3 separate regions of the Pan troglodytes genome follow, and all the other regions are linked to region 2. The links are chromatin contacts, called in public HiChIP or PLAC-seq maps. All regions are on one chromosome and are shown on one strand. The core of a region is the stretch at or near the end of the contact, and the rest is flanking DNA. Distances in the headings are between cores, read along the strand shown. Region 1 holds the start of ACTN3 (actinin alpha 3). Region 2 holds the start of RBM4B (RNA binding motif protein 4B). Region 3 holds the start of DPP3 (dipeptidyl peptidase 3).

Evidence for each region. HiChIP or PLAC-seq counts read pairs in DNA pulled down with a chosen protein or histone mark.
Region 1: an H3K4me3 HiChIP or PLAC-seq map of stem cell-derived excitatory neurons shows a contact between it and region 2, with 8 times the contacts expected there. The contact joins the promoter of ACTN3 here to the promoter of RBM4B in region 2. A contact is called at or near these places in 1 of 7 Hi-C or Micro-C datasets (stem cell-derived neural progenitor cells) and 1 of 1 datasets of contacts at active chromatin or transcription factors (stem cell-derived excitatory neurons).
Region 3: a contact with region 2 is called in an H3K4me3 HiChIP or PLAC-seq map of stem cell-derived excitatory neurons, with 4 times the contacts expected there. The contact joins the promoter of DPP3 here to the promoter of RBM4B in region 2. A contact is called at or near these places in 1 of 7 Hi-C or Micro-C datasets (stem cell-derived neural progenitor cells) and 1 of 1 datasets of contacts at active chromatin or transcription factors (stem cell-derived excitatory neurons).

Annotation. Positions count from the first base shown.
Region 1 is chr9:68,867,756-68,871,862 of NHGRI_mPanTro3-v2.0_pri, reverse strand. ACTN3 (actinin alpha 3) reads right to left here and starts at 1,392. Exons shown (of 21, transcript XM_016921306.3): 1 at 652-1,392. The coding sequence starts at 798. ZDHHC24 (zinc finger DHHC-type containing 24) reads left to right here and starts at 1,536. Exons shown (of 5, transcript XR_008537851.2): 1 at 1,536-2,013; 2 at 3,762-4,039.
Region 2 is chr9:68,997,743-69,002,314 of NHGRI_mPanTro3-v2.0_pri, reverse strand. RBM4B (RNA binding motif protein 4B) reads left to right here and starts at 1,688. Exons shown (of 4, transcript XM_508578.9): 1 at 1,688-2,027; 2 at 2,700-3,123. The coding sequence starts at 2,712.
Region 3 is chr9:68,802,169-68,806,521 of NHGRI_mPanTro3-v2.0_pri, reverse strand. It overlaps DPP3 (dipeptidyl peptidase 3), which reads right to left and starts at 2,966. Exons shown (of 18, transcript XM_016921303.4): 1 at 2,523-2,966; 2 at 527-801. The coding sequence starts at 2,574. It overlaps LOC107967123 (a long non-coding RNA gene), which reads left to right and starts at 2,810. Exons shown (of 2, transcript XR_001707372.4): 1 at 2,810-2,949.

The sequences.
Region 1 (4,107 bases), core at 143-2,642, 130 kb after region 2:
ACCTATGGCCTTTTCAGCAGACTCAGGGCCCCATGCCTGGGGTATCTTGGGAAAGAATGGGGGTAGGGAAAAGGGTAAAGATCCTCAGGTTGCGGAGGTCCTGATGTCTGACAGTCTGTGATGTGGGGCCTGTCTGTGCTCTTTCTGGGCTTCAGTTTCTTCAATTGTTAAATGAGATACAGCGACTATGGACCCCACCCTGGAGACGAGGTGGGGTGGGGTCTGAGAGGACCCTTCTCACCACCCCCACACTCCCAAGTCCACTAGTTGCCTGACTGCAAGCCTTCAGGGTGGGGTCTGGGAATATTTAACTAGAAGAAGATTCTTCTTTCTGAACCCCCTAACTTGGATCTCCTGGGGTTTGCCCAGCCTGTTTTCAGCAGCAGAAGTGGGGCAGTGGGCCCAGGGGAATGAACCCTGGTGGGGGTGGGGAGCCCAGAAACTCTCTTGTCATTTTAAACCCCTCTTGAGGGCTCCCAGCCCTCTCCTCCAGCCCTGGGGACAGCAGGCAGCTGATGGGCAGAGCCTGGGCTGGGGATTAGCACTCTAGGTTAAAGACAAGCTCTGCCCCTGCACTGCTGAGATGCCCAGGACAAACAGCCCGGCCTCTCAGGCCTCGGTTTTGCTGTCAGGAAATGGGCGAGCACTCACTTTCCGCTGCTGCTTCTCCCAGGCCGGGTCCAGCAGCAGGTCGCGGTCCCAGTCCTCCTCCTGTTCCATGTACTCGCCGCCCCCGCCGCCGCCCGCGAAGCGCCCCTCCCCGGCCCCCAGACCCTCGGGCTGCATAACCATCATCATCTCGATCGGGCTCCTGGCTTCGCTCCGCTCGGCACGCTCTCGGACACCCGGGCCCCATTAAGTAGGGCCCAGCCCAGCCCCAGATCGAATTCGCACTAAATATGGGGGAGGAGGGAGGGGCCGGATGGGGGTGAAGGAGCTCGGGTTGGACCTGGCAAGGGGTTGTCCTGAAGCCGGGAACTGCGGGACTCGGGGGCGCCGGGGTGGATCTCGCGGCGGAGATCCTGGGTTTGCATTCCTGCTCCGCTGCTGGGGCGCTGTGTGACCTTGAGAAATCCACGGGACCTCTCTGAGTCTGTTTCCTCCTCTCCACAATAGAAAGGCCGATAATAATAGTGGCCGCGGGCCGCTCTAGAGGCTGCCCTCTGGAGCTCCTCGTGAGCCTCTTCCAGCACCTCGCTGGTGGGACACAGAGCCCTAACCCCATTTCACAGTCAGGAACACAGAGGCGCCGAGCTGTTTTGCAAGTTTTCTGGGGTGATGGAGACACCCGGGCATGGGGAACGGCTCTGAGCCAGCTGGATGGGCTGCGGCAGGGCTATTAATATCGGGGCGGCTGTGGGGAGTAGGGGAGAATGTGCTGAGCCGGGAAACCCCGACACCACCCCGGCTGCAACTCAATCCCCCGGGCACTCCTGGCCCCAGCGCCAGCGGGCGGGGCTCCGACGGGATGGGAGGGGCCTCCAGGGTGGGCGGGTCAATCACTCCGCGGCGTCATCCGGGCTCCAGCGCCGCGGGATTCCGAGCGCCTCCACTGCTGGTCCGTTGGCCAGATCAACTCGCCGCGTGGGCCGGCCGTTCCCTGAGAGTCGGAGCGTTCGCCGCACCCCCTTCCGAGCTTCTATTGGCCGTAGCAGACGTCCGTCTGCCGCTATCTCCGCCCCAATACGGAAGCGGCCTAGTCCTCCGGCTCCGACAGCTGGGTGTCCAGGCCATGGGGCAGCACTGGGCGTCTGGGAGCACGGACGGGGCGCCCGCGCAGCTGCCTCTCGTGCTCACCGCGCTGTGGGCCGCGGCCGTGGGCCTGGAGCTGGCTTACGTGCTGGTGCTCGGTCCCGGGCCGCCGCCGCTGGGACCCCTGGCCCGGGCCTTGCAGCTGGCGCTGGCCGCCTTCCAGCTGCTCAACCTGCTGGGCAACGTGGGGCTCTTCCTGCGCTCAGATCCCAGCATCCGTGGCGTGATGCTGGCCGGCCGCGGTCTGGGCCAGGGCTGGGCGTGAGTGGGGTGCGGGATCGGGCGGGGAGAAGTGGGAGCCTTGGACAGGGGGGAGGGGCCCCAAGACCTGAGATGTTAGAACCAGGTTACATTAGGATCCAGGTTGTTAGAATCAGAAATTTGTTTAGAACCTGGGATGGAAGAGCTAGAATTGAGTGTTATTTATTCACTCGCAAATACTTATTGGGCGCCTACTAGGTGCAAGGTTTTGTTACAGGGACGAAGGGTACAATAGAACAAATTCCTGATTTGAGGGGGGTGCAGATGAGAAACTAGAGGAATAATAAGCAAATCATATAGAATGCTAGAAGGTGATAGTAGTTTGGAAACAAGAAGTAGAGCAGGGTAAAGGGGTTGCAAGTTTCAATATTAAATAGGTGGTTAGGCCGAGTGCGTTGGCTCACATCTGTAATCCCAGCACTTTGGGAGGCCGAGGCCGGCGGATCACTTAAGGTCAGAAGTTTACCAGCCTAGCCAACGTGGTGAAACCCCGTCTCTACTAAAAATATAAAAAAATTAGTCGGGCATGGCGGCACGTGCCTGTAATCTCAGCTACTGGGGAGGCTGAGGCAAGAGAATTGTTTGAACCTGGGAGGCGGAGGTTGCAGTGAGCCGAGATCGAGCCACTGCACTCCAGCCTGGGTGACAGAGCGAGACTCCCTCCATCTCAAATAAATAAATACATAAATACATAAATAAACAGGTGGTAAATTCTCATCACAAAAATATGAGTGTTTGAGGTAATGGCTATCCTAATTAGCTTGATTTATTCCAAGCTGTACTGATAAATCATAACATCACTTGGTATCCCATAAGTATATACAACTGGAATTTGTCAATTTATAATTAGAAAAAAAAATTACACCAGGTACAGGCTCTACACACACATTTTATGCCAGGCAGAGGCTTTCGCTGAGACTGAGGCTGTAGTGTGCTATGATCACACCTGTGAACAACCACTACACTCCAGCCTGGGTAATGTAGCGAGACTCTGTCCCTAAAAATTTTTTAAAATTAATTTTAAAAATAATATACATAAATGTGTGGTCAAGGTAGACCTCATAGAGAAGGAGGCATTTGAGCAAAAAACTTGGAGGGCGTGGGGGCGGTTAGCCATGTGGGAATCTGAGGGAAAGGTGTTCCGGGCAGAGGTAACAAGTGGTGCAAAGGCTCTGAGGCAGTTGTGTACCCAGCATGTATGTTCCCAGAACAGCAAGAAGGCCAGTGTGGCTGGAGTGCAGTAAGAGAGGGGAAGAGATGTCACAGATAGAAGGATGTTGTAGGACACTGAAGGCTTTGCTTTTTACTAGAAATAAATTGGAGAACCACAGGAGGGTTTTAAGCAGAGGAGGGTCAGTTTGGTTGCTGGGGTGAGACCGTACGAGGTGGGGCAAAGGTGGAATCGGAGACCAGTCAAGAGGCTATTGCAGTAATCCAGAGAGTTCCTAGTGACCTGGACAAAGGGGTGACCGTGGAGGAAGGGAGAGATTTGCTGCTGGATGTCAGTGGCTTGAGAAAGGTCTCAGGACTGGGGATGTTAGGGCTGGAAGAGACCTGAGACCTGTAGTGCTAGAACTAGAAGGGCCTGGGACATCTTGTTTAGCCTGCATTTACTTGTAAATAAATTGAGGCTTAGCCAGGGCAAATGGCTGTTGCCACTTCCGCAGGATGGGCTCTGGGGCAGCCCTGTGCACAATATGGGGCATCTGAGCTGCTGGGGGAACTGACGCTGTGGTTCCTTCCTGCAGTTACTGCTACCAGTGCCAAAGCCAGGTGCCGCCACGCAGCGGACACTGCTCTGCCTGCCGCGTCTGCATCCTGCGTCGGGACCACCACTGCCGCCTGCTGGGCCGCTGCGTGGGCTTCGGCAACTACCGGCCCTTCCTGTGCCTGCTGCTTCATGCTGCCGGCGTCCTGCTCCACGTCTCTGTGCTGCTGGGCCCTGCACTGTCGGCCCTGCTGCGAGCCCACACGCCCCTCCACATGGCTGCCCTCCTCCTGCTTCCCTGGCTCATGTTGCTCACAGGTGGGGAGCCTGGGAGGCCTCTGCACAGAGGCAGGGGCCCTGGTATTGGGCTGGGGAGTACAGCCCAT
Region 2 (4,572 bases), core at 439-2,938:
ACAGTGAGACCCCCATCTCTACAAAAAAAAAATTTTAATTAGCTGGATGGGGTGGCCCACACCTGTGGTCCCAGCTGCTCCAGAGGCTAAGATAGGAAGATCACTTGCGCCTGGGAGGTCGAGGCTACAGTGAGCCATAATGGTGCCACTGCACTCTAGCCTGGACAACAAAGTGACACCCTGACTCAAAAATAATAGTAATAATAGTTAAGGGCCGGGCGAGGTGGCTCACGCCTGTAATCCCAACACTTTGGGATGCCAAGGCCAGCGGATCGCTTGAGGTCGGGAGTTCGACACCAGCCTGGCCAACACGGTGAAACCTTGTCTCTACTAAAAATACAAAAATTAGCTGGGGGGTAGCGCACGCCTGTAGTCCCAGCTACTCGGGAGGCTGAGGCAGGAAAATGGCTTGAACGCAGGAGGTGGAGGTTGCAGTAAGCCGAGATCGCACCACTGCCCTCCAGCCTGGGCGACACAGTGAGACTCCGTCTTTAAAAAATTAAACAAAAAATAAAAATAAAATAAAATTGGAAGGACAGTGCCTCTTCTGAAATGGCTGAGAAACAAAAAGAACTCAGGGAAAGAACATATCCAAGTAGCTGGGGTGGAAGAGGGCAGCCTGGGGAATGTGTCCCAGATGGTATCAGAGAAGCCATTATGGAGCCACTACAATGAGGAATGGTGGTTGACAACCTCCCTGGCAGGCTCTACTAGGAGATAAACCCAATCCATCAATCTCCATAAAAGGCTATTCTTTGTTGGAAAGTGACAGTGGGGAATCAGCCTAAACTTTTTTTTTTTTTTTGAGACCGAGTCTTGCTCTGTCACCCAGGCTGGAGTGCAGTGACGCCATCTCGGCTCACTGCAACCTCCGCCTCCCGGGTTCCAACGATTCTCCTGCCTCAGCCTCCCGAGTAGTTGGGATTACAGGCGCCCGCCACCACGCCCGGCTATTTTTTGTATTTTTAGTAGACACGGGGTTTCACCATGTTGGCCAAGCTGGTGTCGAACTCCTGAACTCGTGATCCGCCCGCCTCGGCCTCCCAAAGTGCTGGGATTATAGGCGTGAGCCGCCGCACCCGGCCCGCCTAAGCTTGTTTTTACCGCCAGGAGGTGCCCTTGGACCACAGCTGAATTTTGAATGCTAGACAGTCGGGAAACTCAGTTGCCTAGACTTCCAGCTTGGTGTGTACGAGGAGACCCTGTCCCACCCAGAACTAGGGACCTCGCTGGGCCTCTCCACCAAGTATTCCTCTGGTGTGCTCACCACAGACCCGGACTGTGATGGACACACAATGAGTGAGAGAGAACCAGACCACGGATACTCACGAGCAAACAAAACATGACTAAGCGTAGCCTGGGTAGCAATGCCTCTTAGGTCTGTCCCAGTTCTGCCAGGTTATCTTTCTGCCCCTTGGTTCTCAGTTTCCGTAGCAATAAATAACACCTCTGCAATGACAAACTTTAATGTTTAAAGCGCTACAAAACAATGACTAGTTTTGCTTAAAATGTGGCGCACCTGTATTTTTGAAATGTTGCCCCAAGCTGCCACAGAAGCCGGCCAGCCCGCTACAAAAGCCCCTTTTTAGGGCCCTCGGGGAGATTCCTCTGTCGTTAGCTCCCCGCCCCCCTCAAAGGGCCCAAGAGCAGGACCCATTGTGATGGTGAGTGACTCCCCAAGGCCTCCGCTTTTCTAGGCAGTGGTTGCGTTCAGAGCCCCTCTGACGCAGCAGTGGCGACCCTTTCCAGGGTGGTGACTGGCTGGTTGGGGCTGGGGGTGGGCTGACCTCCGCGGCGCCGCGCCACCACCAACAGGCCCCGCCCCCGTGCTGCGTGGTCATTTGTATGCAGCCTCGGGATTGGTCACTCGGCTCCCGCGAGGGGAAGGGGAGGGAAGCAGCGCGCACTCGCGCGTGCGTGAGCTGGCGCGCGAGAAAGGGCCCGGTCGCGTCGAGGCTCGAGCGGCCGTCGCCATTTTGTAGGGTTCTCTCTGACGTGGGAGCCGCCGTCGCTGCCGCCACCCGGAGGTGCGAGGGGGTCGTGTGTGTGTGATGTGGGGAGCTCGGGGGCGGGTCGGGCCGGGCCTCCGGCAGACTGCACGGCCCGGATTTGGGTTTCTCATTTTGCAGCGAGAGGTCTGGGAAGACAACGGGAGGAGGCGGGGCCGGGTCTCCGGAAGGAGGCGGGGCAGGGGTCGGGTCGAGTCTTTGTTGGGGCGAAGAAGCTGGAGGGTGGGCCGCTGTGGGCGAGGTGGTTGGTCCCCGGTTTGGGGGAAAGGGGACTTTTTTCTTTTTAGAGTATCTTGAAAGGCGCTAGTGCGCGCAGGAGAGGTACACAGATTTCCCTCCAAAACCTTGTTACCAGGCGCACTGCGATTGATGCCCCTTGCCTTTGCTTGGGCTTTTCCCTTTCCTCATTTTAAGACATGAAGCAGCTAATTCTGGTATTTCATTGCGCTCCACTTCACGGAGATGATAGACTGGGCTATGCCTGCTGACCCTCGACCTCCTGTTTGCATGTCACGCATAGCTCGCACTTCTCGAGAACAAACCGCCCTTCTTCTATTGAGGAAGAATAATGAATGTCTGTACGAGGGTCTTGAAGGTGCAAGAACTTTGGAGGATTAGACGAAAATGCTGCAGTGCACCGAAATTTCCCACCACACCCCTGACTTTTGAAGTCTTGTGTTTCTCTCCCAGGCTCTTGTCAGGATGGTGAAGCTGTTCATCGGAAACCTTCCCCGGGAGGCCACAGAGCAGGAGATTCGCTCTCTTTTCGAACAGTATGGGAAGGTGCTGGAATGTGACATAATTAAGAATTACGGCTTTGTGCACATAGAAGACAAGACGGCAGCTGAGGATGCCATACGCAACCTGCACCATTACAAGCTTCATGGGGTGAACATCAACGTGGAAGCCAGCAAGAATAAGAGCAAAGCTTCAACCAAGTTACACGTGGGTAACATCAGCCCCACTTGTACCAACCAAGAGCTTCGGGCCAAGTTTGAGGAGTATGGTCCGGTCATCGAATGTGACATCGTGAAAGATTATGCCTTCGTACACATGGAGCGGGCAGAGGATGCAGTGGAGGCCATCAGGGGCCTTGACAACACAGAGTTTCAAGGTGAACTGCTCTGGGCCTGGGTAGTAGCGCCGAGTGGGGTCTAGCTCAAAACAGGCAAGAACACAAGACTATAGAACTTGCTGGGTGGTCTCTTCCATTCTGTTTTAGCTGGAAATAATAGATTATGTTTACCGCTCTTAAGCATAATTTACCCCTGGGGAAGCAAACACTTCCCCTTTTCAGGTTTGCTAAGATGTTGCTCACCGACTGCATAGAATCACAAACTGTGGGTTACTTTACCCTGCGGGATTCTTGCATTGATTCGAGTGCTGTTGGAAGTGTAATCTGCTTGGGGAAACGAGTACCTCATGAGAGAAGGGAGGATAAAGGTCCGTGGCTTACCTGCTTCTTTGGTGATGATCAGGAAGCCTTATATTTGAGGGTTTAAGTGCTTAAGATTTATATTCTTTACTGCTTTGGGTGGATACTGGTGGGAAAGAAGAAAAAAGACATCTAGAGGAAGCCCTATATTATAAATCTGGGTGGCAAGTCTGGATCTGCGGGAGTATCTTTTTGTTGATGAAAGTTGTGCAGTCTCTTCAAGCAGAGTCAAAAAAAACATGCCATGGAGTGTTCTGCTCCACCTGTTTATTTCACCCTCAGAAAAGGAAATTTCTAAATATATCAGACTCAATGGGAATGATGGTCCCGCTTCTGAAGAAATTTCAGTACAAGCATCGTAGAGCATATCATACTATTTATACCGATAATAAAGGTACATATGTTGTCATTAATACCACAAGAGGTTGTCAGAAGACTCTAGAACTGTGCTAATATGGTAACCACATGCGGCTTAGTAAATTGAAATTAACAGATTAGATAAAACTTAAAATTCAGTTTTTCAAGTGTATACCAGACACGTTTCAAGCACTCAGTAGTCATGAGGCCTGTGGCTACCGTATTAATAGAGACACAGAACATTTCCATCATCATAGAACATTCTTTTGGATAGCACTGTTCTACAAGTGTTTTGTTAACAGTATCGTCTTGGACCTCATGTTCATAGCCACTTTTGTGGTTCCTAAGTCAACACCTTTTTTGCCCTGAGTGTCATTAAAGGGGTTGTTAAGAAGTACTTTTGGGTCCTCTATTAAAACTAAAAAACAGAATGAGAAAAATAATGGGAGAAGAGGAAAAGTTGACCAGAGAAGGGTAAGAAAGTTTGCATAGTGGAGACGGGTAGAGGAGCACCATCAAGTATCTCTAGCTTCAGCCAGTGATGCCTTGGCCTTTAGCTGCTCTTTAAGGCATAGGGCAAAGGTTGCAGATACTTCCTACCATTAACTAGTGTGTGACCTTGGACAAGTGTTTTAACATTTCTCTGCTTCATTTTCCTCACTAAGATTGTCCCCACTTATGGAGTTAATGATCCCTACTGTACCTCCCTCACAGGATTGTAGTGGGGCTAGAATGAAGAAATCGATGTGAAAGTGTTTTGATAGTAAAAGC
Region 3 (4,353 bases), core at 1,717-4,216, 200 kb after region 2:
CAGCCTCAGTGGGTTACCTCTGAGGAGGGCACTGAGAATGAGTGATCTTTGTGTTTTCTTTTGTGTCTTTCTGCATTGCTGCAATGCACTAAGAATTTGTGTATTACTTGGCCAATACATCCAAAAACAAAAACCGAGGGACAGGCAGAACATTCTGCCCAGGGCCACACAGCGTGGTAGAAAAGAACTGGTCCTGAACTCAGACCTCCTGATACCTACTCTGGACTCCTTCTTCTGCCTTCCCTGAATCTCCACCACAGTTTCTTTTGTTATAATCACAGCAGCCATCATTTATCTTGAAGTCAGGCACTGTTCTAAGTGGGTCATCACAACACTAAGAGGTACAGACATCCCACATGCATATTTTACGGGTGAGAAGACTGAGGCTCCAGAGAGGGGAAGTGCCTGAATTTGTAACCTTTGGTCTAATCCTCCACCTACCCCTTGAAAGAGACAGACATTTGCATCCTGGTCTTTCACACCCAGAAGCCACTCAGGTAATGTGGGTTGGCCCAAGAGAACTGACCTGATACTCCTCCTCGGTAAGGCCCTCAGCCAGGGCATGTTGGCGCAGCTGGTCGGGGTCCTGGGCGCGGAAGAGGCGGCTGAGCAGAGCATAGATGTAGGGGGCCTCAGGGGAGGTCTGAAGCAGCACAGCCAGGCCTCCGTACCAGGCGGCACGGGACAGGTGGTGGGCATAGAGGCGCTCTGTGGGTGACAGCAGGCGGAAGGCCTCACGGCAGTCCAGGCTAGACACGCCGATGTCATTGGGCAGGATGTACTGGGTGTCCGCCATGGGCCCTGCTGAGAACCATCACTGTCATCACAGCTGTTGTTTACCCCATACCAATTGCATACCTGGCTCTGAACTCTTATGATCGCATTTAATCCTCCCAAAAGCCCATGTGGAAGGGAATACTATTGTACCCATTCACCAGATATGCTAACTGAGGCTTAGAGAAGGTGAGATGACTCACCCAAGGGGTCACAAAATACACTGGTGGACCATATTTGGTCTGTAGTCCCTAAACCTTAAAGATTGACTCTAAGGTCAGGCATGGTGGCTCACACCTGTAATCCCAGCACTTTGGGAGGCCGAGGTGTGTGGATCGCCTGAGGTCAAGAGTTCAAGACCAGCCTGACCAACATGGTGAAACCTCCTTTCTACTAAAAATACAAAAATTAGCCAGGCTTGGTGCCAGGCACCTGTAATCTCAGCTACTGGGAAGGCTGAGGCAGGAGAATCACTTGAACCCAGGAGGTGGAGGCTGCAGTGAGCTGAGACCACACCATTGCACTCCAGCCTGGGCAACAGAGTGAGACTCCACCTCAAAAAAAAAAAAAAATTGATTGACTCTAACTACCTAGTATTACAGATGGGGAAACTGAGGTTCAGAGAGGCTAAGAGCCTTGCCTAATCCCACAATGGAGACATCAGCAGCAGAGATCCTCATCTCTAGGCTCCCAGCCCAGGCCCCTCCCTGCTTCCTTGTTCAGTATTCTTTTTTTAAGACGGAGTCTCACTTAGTTGCCCAGGCTGGAGTGCAGTGGCATGATCTTGACTCACTGCAACCTCCGCCTCCCGGGTTCAAGCGATTCTCCTGCCTCAGCCTCCAAAGTAGTTGGGACTACAGGCGTGCATCACCATGCCCAGCTAATTTTTTGTATTTTTGATAGAAACGGGGTCTCGCTATTTTGTCCAGGCTGGTCTCGAACTCCTGGCCTCAAGCGCTCTGCTTGCCTTGGCCTCCCAAAGTGCTGGGATTACAGGCGTGAGCCACCGCGCCTGGCCTTTGTTCAGAATTCTTTACACTTTCCACTGTGCTCACAAGGATAAAGTGCCAGGCCGCCAGCTGGAAGGCTCAGCCTTTAGCCAGGACTCGGCCCCAGACTCCTAAAAGTCAAGTCCATTGCTTCACTTTTCTGTGCCTCCGTTTCCTCCTCTATAAAAGAGAGAATAACCCCAATATTACCAGGTGGGTGCGCTAATCAGATGAAGTCGCCCTGGACGGAAAGTATCCACAGCAATAAATGATTTTGCTTGAAACTGTCCCATTCTCATCCCTCTAAATGCCTTTTCCTTGGTCCTCCATTCTCCTGCTCGCTCCCTGTGCTCCACCACAGAAGTTCACAACCAGAAGAAAACCCATTTTACAGATAGGGAAACTGAGGCTTGGAAAAGCCAACAATTTACTGAAGGTCTGACAGCCCCGTTGGAACCCGGGGATTCCCCAACCCGGGGCATTCTCCCCGCCACGCCCCGTCCCGGCTGGGACAGTTTCCAGCCTCCTCGCCCTGCCCCGGCCTCCAGAAGCCCCGCCCCAATAGCACAGCCTCGAGGTTCGGAAAGGGCTGTTAACTCTTTGCTCCCCGGAGCACTCCTTGGCCTCGAGGGCGGGGTGAATTTGGAGGGGGTACTGGAGAGTGGGCAGAAAGGGAACGATTTTGCGCTCAGTACGGATTCGCCTTGGTCCCCCGGGATGACACGCTTTGACCCCAAAAGCCCAGGCGCCGCGCCTCACCTGCAGCAGCTTCTCCGTTCGCAAACTCACTTCCTGCTTCCGGCTCCCCCATTCATTGGGGCTCTGCGAACCCCGCCCCCCTTGGCCAACTGCCTGGCCTCGGGGTCCGGATGGGCGTCAGTACCAGCCAATAGACGCGCCAAGACGAGCTTCTCGGCTCGCCCGCTCCCGCCCCCAGGCGCTACGGGGTGGCGCGCGGATTGGCCCTGCGGGCTCGGCCTTTTGTCAGCAGGCCGCACACGCGCCGGACCGGGTACCGCTGTGCCCGGCCTGGCCGCGGCCTAGTCCCGGCAGACGGGACTGACGAGGTCACCAAGCCCAGGCCGAGACGGCGCGGGTGTCAGGGACTTGGGAATCCCCCTCCCCCAGTCCCGATCCCGCTTTCCTTTGGGGTTTCACCTCAGAGGACCCGACATCACTCTTGCAGGTGGGAACCTACACAATAGGAGTAATGTGGCTCCACCTTCCTCTCGGGACTCGGGACCTGGGGGTGGAGACTTGGAAGTTGCAAAGCTCTCGGTGCCGGGAATCGGGGCTACGGTTGAGTGGGATCGGGCCAGGGCTGAGGTGGTCCCACCCGTGTAGGGGCGCGGAGAAACGCCTCGACTGCTTCACTGTACCACCACCCACCCGCCACGGGCCTGGAAGGAGCCGCTAAACATTCCCGAGCCTCAGTTTCCTTAGCACAAACAGGCTGGCAGTTTCCTGGTGCTTGCCAGATGCCTGATGGATGAGAAAGCCTCCTGCGGCCCCGAAAGGGAGTCCAGAGCAGAGGCGGGCCCGCGGTCCACTTTTACAGGTCTGGACGGACTCACGGGACCACGGTCTGGGTGGGGCATGCGGAAGGGCCTAGGCCAAATGGGGAGTAGTGGTGAGGGCCCAGGGTCAGACTAGGGGGTGGAGTGAGGCTGTCTGGGAGTCTTGGCTTTATGAACCGGAAAACCAGGCTAATAATTGAATCCAATCCAAGGGATATTGTAAGTTGTGATGTGTTGACTGCAGTGCCGCTCCCTACAGTTGCGCAGGGTGAGGGGCGTTTGGGTACTGAAATCCCGCACGGTCTCCTTGCTACGCCCGTGTCTAGGCCAGACAGCCTCTGCTTACCATAGACATCAGTTTCTCATCCACAAAGGTGCCCAAGGCCCTGCTTGACACAACAGTGTTACAAGCTGTTAGCTTTGATGATTACTTGTTATATGGGGGAGTTCAACAAGTTGGTCGGTGTCCTTAGGAAAGTCACCCCTCTTCTTTCCTGTGCCTCCGTTTTCATTGTCTTTAAAATGGGTATAAAGTTGGCTGACAGGTGAAGTTGAAATGTGCACAGGTAAGGGAGGTAGTGCTGCCCACTCCCAGCAGGGGGCAGCTCAGGCAAGGAAAAGATCCCAGTGCTCTCAGGACCCCCCAACCAGCTACGTGATCACATTTTTATGATCACAGATAAAATGAGCATGTACTGAGGTCCCTTGCTAGCAGTTTGGCATGGAGGACCTCATTTAATTCTTGCAAAAATCCTGAGGTATCATCACTTTACCCATTGTACAGATAGGGAAACTGAGGCTAAGAGGTTCGCCGACTCCTATAACACCACACAGTTCAGGTGTCCCTGGCCCCAACATAGAGATACACACACACAGTCACTCACATGGAGCAGTCTATCACTGGAGTCATAACTCCCCAGCCTTGGCTCTTCCCCATGGGAATGCAAAAGGGGTCGGTGAGGAGCAACAGTTACGAATCAACTGTGTTACAGGTGCTCTCCGTATATTCACAACCACCTGGCGAGGTAGTGACTGTTATCCCCTTTAGCACTGAGGAAACTGAGGCTCTAACA